Linked DNA regions of Macaca mulatta: region 1 is linked to region 2. Evidence: chromatin contacts called from public Hi-C data. All regions are on one chromosome and are shown on one strand. Each heading gives the region's core, a stretch centred on a gene start, on an enhancer-like site or on the middle of the called end of the contact. The rest is flanking DNA. Distances are from core to core; before and after follow the strand shown. Region 1 holds the start of GNL1 (G protein nucleolar 1 (putative)). Region 2 overlaps FLOT1 (flotillin 1).

The links. A called contact is a pair of places that touch in the nucleus more often than the background predicts.
Region 1: a contact with region 2 is called in a Hi-C map of CD4 T cells, with 4 times the contacts expected there. The contact joins the promoter of GNL1 here to the enhancer-like site in region 2. A contact is called at or near these places in 3 of 14 Hi-C or Micro-C datasets (CD4 T cells, blood and fetal cortex germinal zone).

The regions. Positions count from the first base shown.
Region 1 is chr4:152,490,440-152,493,218 of T2T-MMU8v2.0, reverse strand. GNL1 (G protein nucleolar 1 (putative)) reads right to left here and starts at 1,375. Exons shown (of 12, transcript NM_001047139.1): 1 at 1,303-1,375; 2 at 722-887; 3 at 226-362; 4 at 1-85. The coding sequence starts at 1,375. PRR3 (proline rich 3) reads left to right here and starts at 2,470. Exons shown (of 4, transcript NM_001257586.1): 1 at 2,470-2,641. The coding sequence starts at 2,536. It overlaps LOC144340506 (a long non-coding RNA gene), which reads right to left. Exons shown (of 2, transcript XR_013416688.1): 2 at 1,527-1,818.
Region 2 is chr4:152,309,730-152,312,429 of T2T-MMU8v2.0, reverse strand. All of the region lies in intron 7 of FLOT1 (flotillin 1), which reads right to left. Among named protein-coding and RNA genes, the nearest start is that of FLOT1, 4.3 kb to the right of the region's middle. Within about 2 kb of position 1,314, at least 6 of the 40 cell types and tissues checked have an H3K27ac peak or open chromatin away from gene starts, as enhancers often do. A contact at or near this core is called in CD4 T cells, where this site is marked.

The sequences.
Region 1 (2,779 bases), core at 126-2,625, 180 kb before region 2:
TCTTGGAAGCTCCGTTCCTCTTGGCTCATTAGTTGCTCCTTGGACATCTCATAGCTCCAAGGAGGACGTCGAGGAAAGTCCAGAACTGGGAAATCAGGAAAAAGTCCAAGTGTGAGGGAATTTTCAGGATTCAAGAGTACATCCCAGACCCCTCCATCCTCACACTAGGCTCTTACCTTTCCAAACTCCTTTCCCCAGCCCAATACTTGTCTTGCCCTCACTCACCTGAGCCAGGCTGATAGACCTCCCGGATGTCCAGCTCCAACACCTCAGCACTGACCGGCTGTAGAACTTGCTCCCGGGCTGCTCTCTTTCTCCTCTCTACCTCCTCTCTGCTGTCTCTCTCAAAATGCAGTCGGTATCTAAGGGAACAGGGACCAAGACATCCAGCGCAATCCTGTGGCCACAAACTCCTATTTTCTCCCCTCTTGGACAATCAACTTCGCAAAGCATTCTCTCGTCGTTCAAGTCTCCTCTCTCAAGTCAGCCTTCCCCCAAGTCCTTCTTTCAGGCAATACTCAGCCTCCTCCTCCTAAAAGCCCAACTCTCTCCAGCCCCTCTGGAAAGCAAGATTGTGGCCCGCACTGGGGAGCCGAGGGGCTAGCGGAGAACTGTGGCATCGCAGGCCCACCGTCTTCACCAGCAGCAGCCCACTTTCCCCCAAAGCTCTGACTTCCGGGTAGGCGGGAAAGCCGGGACGAGCGCCCCCTCCCACCCTCACCGATTTGGGTCGTAGCCTCGTGGACCCAGCCCCTGAGAAGGCTGCTGGTTAAGCCTGCGGATATGATGGGTCACAGACTCCCCGTCCGAGGTGTCTGTCTGTTCCTCTCGCCGCTCCCGGCTCCCGCTGCGGCTGTTGGAACTGGAGCGCAGCCCATCTTGAAGCCCTGCGGGGAGGGGCCGGTGACGCCAGTGCTGGCCAGCTCTCAGGGGCCATAAGACCCTCTCCCCCACCGGTCTGACTCTTCTTCATCCCACTCAACTTCTTCCGACGCTCTGTCCTCCCAACCACCCTATTCGGGACCCTCCCGGATGTGCGTGGGGGGGAATCACTCCTCCAGGGAGCAGTAGGGACGGCGCCCCGTGCGAGCTGGAGGGATTCCCCTCCCCCAACTCTCCATCCTTCCCCACCCCTTCCAGATGTGGGGGGGTGGGGTGGGAGATCCCCTCCGCGATAGGCCGCGAGGGTTGGCGCGGTCCCACGACACCCTCCCACGACCCCCAGAGGTGCAGCGGGCACACCCCTCCTTCCAGCTGTGCGGAAGCCCGAGCCCCGCCTCCTCCTCCAGCTCCCGCACTGACCTCTCTTCCGCTCCCGTTTGTCCTGCAACTGCTTCTTCTTCTGCTTCACGCTAAAGGGCTTCTTCCTCGGCATGGCCCGGACCAGTCACCTGGCCCGCCCTCCGCCGAGCTCCTGCCGCCTCAACTGACTGCCCCCCGGGGCAGTCCCCGCCGCAGGGGCCCGGGACCCTAGAGGAGGCGGAGCTAGCAGGTGACGTCAGCGGGCGGGCCCGACCGAATTGCCGCCGCGGCGGCGATGGAAGGCGGACAGGGGAGATACACAGTCACTTCCCTCCAGGAGCGAGGCGAAAGGATGATGCGGGGTGGGCTACTGGCACGTGAGAGCCAGTAGCACCGAGAGAGCACCCCGGCGGCGAGGAAGGAGGCGCGCGTGGGAGGACCAGGCTAACTTCGTCACGGACGCTACCAACTCGCGTTCGGAGGAGGGGGGAGCGCGTGTCATCACTACCTTGCGCTCCCGGGAGAAGCTACCACTCACCTGGAGGGGGCGGCGGAGCGGAGGGCGGGGCCTATTACCTAGGGGAGAGGAGGAGTGGACACGCTGAGGCTACACTCCCAACCCCCAGGCTTGACCTTAGTGGAAAGCCGAGACGGTGCGTCCCGGGAATGAAGCCAGGTTGCTGGGCTACACCGGGGGCACGGTCAGAGGTCTTTAGGGGAGGGCGGCGGTCTGAAGAGTCCTGGCTGCCGACCTGCTGGGACCCAAATTCCTTGTGGGAACGATGATAAGGAGCAGGTTTACAGATCAGAAGTGCAAAAGCGGGCGAGAAGCGAAACCCAGGCGGGACAAGGGCTTTTGGAGGGAGGTCAAAGGGCACAAAGTTGTGCCTGCAGCTGTTACCATAGTAACCGAGGACCGGATGTGGCGATCTTACGGTGCGACAGTCCTCTTCTCAGGCCTTCTGGCCCGAGAGCCTGTTGACTCTGTGACACACTCTGAGGAGCTGGTTGTGGTGTTTTCCAGCGAGGGAAGAAGAGCGGAATTTTTTCAAAGCATTTATAGAAACGCAGCAAAAGGAAGGTGTGAGGTTGCCGCCATGCCTGGCAGAGACGGAGAGAGGCAGTTTACTCCAGAATGCGGCCGCCACAGATGTTCTCCGCAACCTTCCGGAAGTGGAATGGTGGGAGCTTGGGCATTGCTGCCCACCGACCCCCCGGAAGCGGAAACAGAATCCCCGCGTGCCCCTTCCTCACTACCCTCCAAATCCCGCTGCAGCCATTGCCGCAGCCACGATGCCGAAACGAAAGAAGCAGAATCAGCACCAGCCACCGACACAGCAGCAACCCCCACTGCCCGAGCGGGAAGAGACTGGAGATGAGGAGGATGGGAGTCCCATCGGTGAGGGGTCAGGGAGGGATGTGCACATGCCTGTCAAGCCCGTCCGGGCGAAGGGCTAGGGGCTAATAAGGTGCGAAGGAAGGGGCTCTAACGGAAGGAGGAAGGGCGCACGCGCTGGGTAGGGATGGCAGCAGGGCT
Region 2 (2,700 bases), core at 65-2,564:
TGAACCATCGCGCCTGGCCTTGCTTCCTCTCTTCATACAGTCCATTCTCCACAAGGCAACCAGACTGATCCCTATACAAATATAAATAAGACCATGGCACCTTTCTGATTGAGGTTCTCCAATAGCTTTCCACTGTGCTTTCAATTCTCTTCTATGTCTCCATCATGACCACACAAACCCTTTGTGATCTGGCCGTCAGCCTTTCCTCCTCATTCACAGCACACCAGCCTCCTCAGATCAGAAACCTCCTTTCTGTCTCCACCTCATGGCCTTTGCACTTACTGGTCCTCCTGCCTAGCCACTAGCCCTATCTATCTATCTACCTTAGACAGAGTCTCGATCGATTTATCTATCTATCTTAGAAGGAGTCTCGCTTGTCACCCAGGCTGGAGTGCAGTGGCGCGATCTCACTCCCACCTTCTGGGTTCAAGTGATTCTCATGCCTCAGCCTCCCGAGTGTCTGGAATTACAAGCTCACACCACCACACCCGGCTACTATTTTTTGTATTTTTGGTAGAGATAGGGTTTTACCATGTTGGCCAGGCTGGTCTCAAACTCCTGGCCTCAAGTGATCTTCCTGTGTCGGCCTCTCCAAGTATTGAGATTACAGGCATGAACCACCGCGCCCAGCCACATATGACTACTTAAAAAGTACAGGCTAGAATGTTCTTGGCCCAGAACTCTGTTCCTTCTTATCTACAGGTCTGATCTCAAACACCACTTCCTCATAGAAACTTTCTTTTTTTTTCTTTTTTTTTTTTTGAGACGGAGTTTCGCTCTGTAGCCCAGGCTGGAGTAGAGTGGTCAGATCTCAGCTCACTGCAAGCTCCGCCTCCCGGGTTTACGGCATTCTCCTGCCTCAGCCTCCCGAGTAGCTGGGACTATAGGCGCTCGCCATCTTGCCTGGCTAGTTTTTTTGTATTTTTTAGTAGAGACGGGGTTTCACCGTGTTAGCCAGGATGGTCTCGATCTCCTGACCTCGTGATCCCCCCGTCTCGGCCTCCCAAAGTGCCGGGATTACAGGCTTGAGCCACCGCACCTGGCCTTTAGAAACTTTCTCTGACCACCCGCTAACCTAATAACTCCCCTCCCACAGTTTTTCACATCACCCTGTTTATTTCCTTCACAGCACGTAAACAAGAATTATAGCCTGGGAAGGTCATTTACTTGCTTACTAGCTGTTTCCTGTGTCATAATGTAAGCTGCATAAGGGCAGGAATCTTTTCTGTCTCATTCGTATTTACAGCCTCACCTCCAAAATGATGTCTAGCACACAGGAGGCACTTAACAGATATTTGTTGAATAAATCCTTTCCTGAACACCTAGCACAGTGCCTGGTGCGTAAGAAGAAACTGATAAAAGTTGAAAAGAGCCCAACCAGCCCAATCTCTTAATCTGCAGACAAGTAAGGTCATGTTTAGAAGGTTAAGAACCTTATCCATAGCTTTACTGCAAGCTAGCAGTTTCCATTATGGTAATCCTTTTCAAACTCAAACTCCAATGTGCATACAAATCACCTAGGAATTCACCTCAAGATTTTGTTAAAATGCAGGTTCTGATTCAGTTGATGAGGGCCAGGGCCTGCAATTTTGTATTTCGAACAAGCTTTGCAATGATGCTGTAGCTGCTGCTAGGTAGAACACAGTTTGAGTTGCCAAGCTCTATGCCATGCTCAACCTGTCAAGTCACCCAGGAATTTAACATAATAACAAAAGATGTTTTGTACCTTCATAATGCTTTCAGCCTGTACCAACTCTTGGCAAAAACAAAATGCATAACATTGCTATCCTTTGGGTAAAGGTCTCAAAGTACAGTTGACTTTCATTATTCTTGGTAGTTCTGTTCTATGAAGTAGTCATGAATGCTGAATTAGTACCTAATTTGTTCCTAGAAGAAATACAGGGCTAGGTTTCTGTGAGCCTCTGGTCACAACATTTTCATCAACCGATCAATATAAAGCCTTGCTTTATATGTGTTTCTGTTTAAAGACACCTTATGTAAACTATATTATTGATTCATTAACACTGAACTCACAGCTAACAGCACTACAACTCCTGCATGAACGAAGCTTACCTAACACATGTATTTCTTCCATAAGGCACATCATAGCCTGCTTGCACTACAGGACACCAGACAGCACTCCAGTACTGATGCTTGGGGGCCATTTTAAAGAGCGAAATCACCAAGAAAAAGCACAAAAACGCAAAAAACATGGCAGTAAATATACTGCGAAAATAACATGGCTTATGATATGAGAGCTGAAACAAGGCGGCAGAGCATCTCCTTGCTGAACCTCACCTGGGCACTGCACATCAGGTGGCTCAGCTATCTCACCACTCTGTGCGTGTCTGCAAATGATTCTGAAAGTGCAGCGACTTTACTGGTAACCTTTTGAGGTTACCAACACATTTTAGTGAATAGGCAAATTCTCAGATACAAATAATGAAGAATGAAGATCAACTATATCTCCTGGCAATATCAAGGGCTGCCCATATCTCACTTTGCAGGATTCAATGTCCAAGTCCATGTTTTCCTTCTTCATACCCTTTTTTGATTAACCAGGGCTGCTGTTAGCCCACAGCATGCCTCTGTGCAAATTAGAAATTCCTCTGTGTAGATGCAGACCCATGTCAGCACTGCTTGATTAGAGGGGCATGGGCCGGATCTGAGCTCGGATCCATTTTCTCAGTCAGATACCCT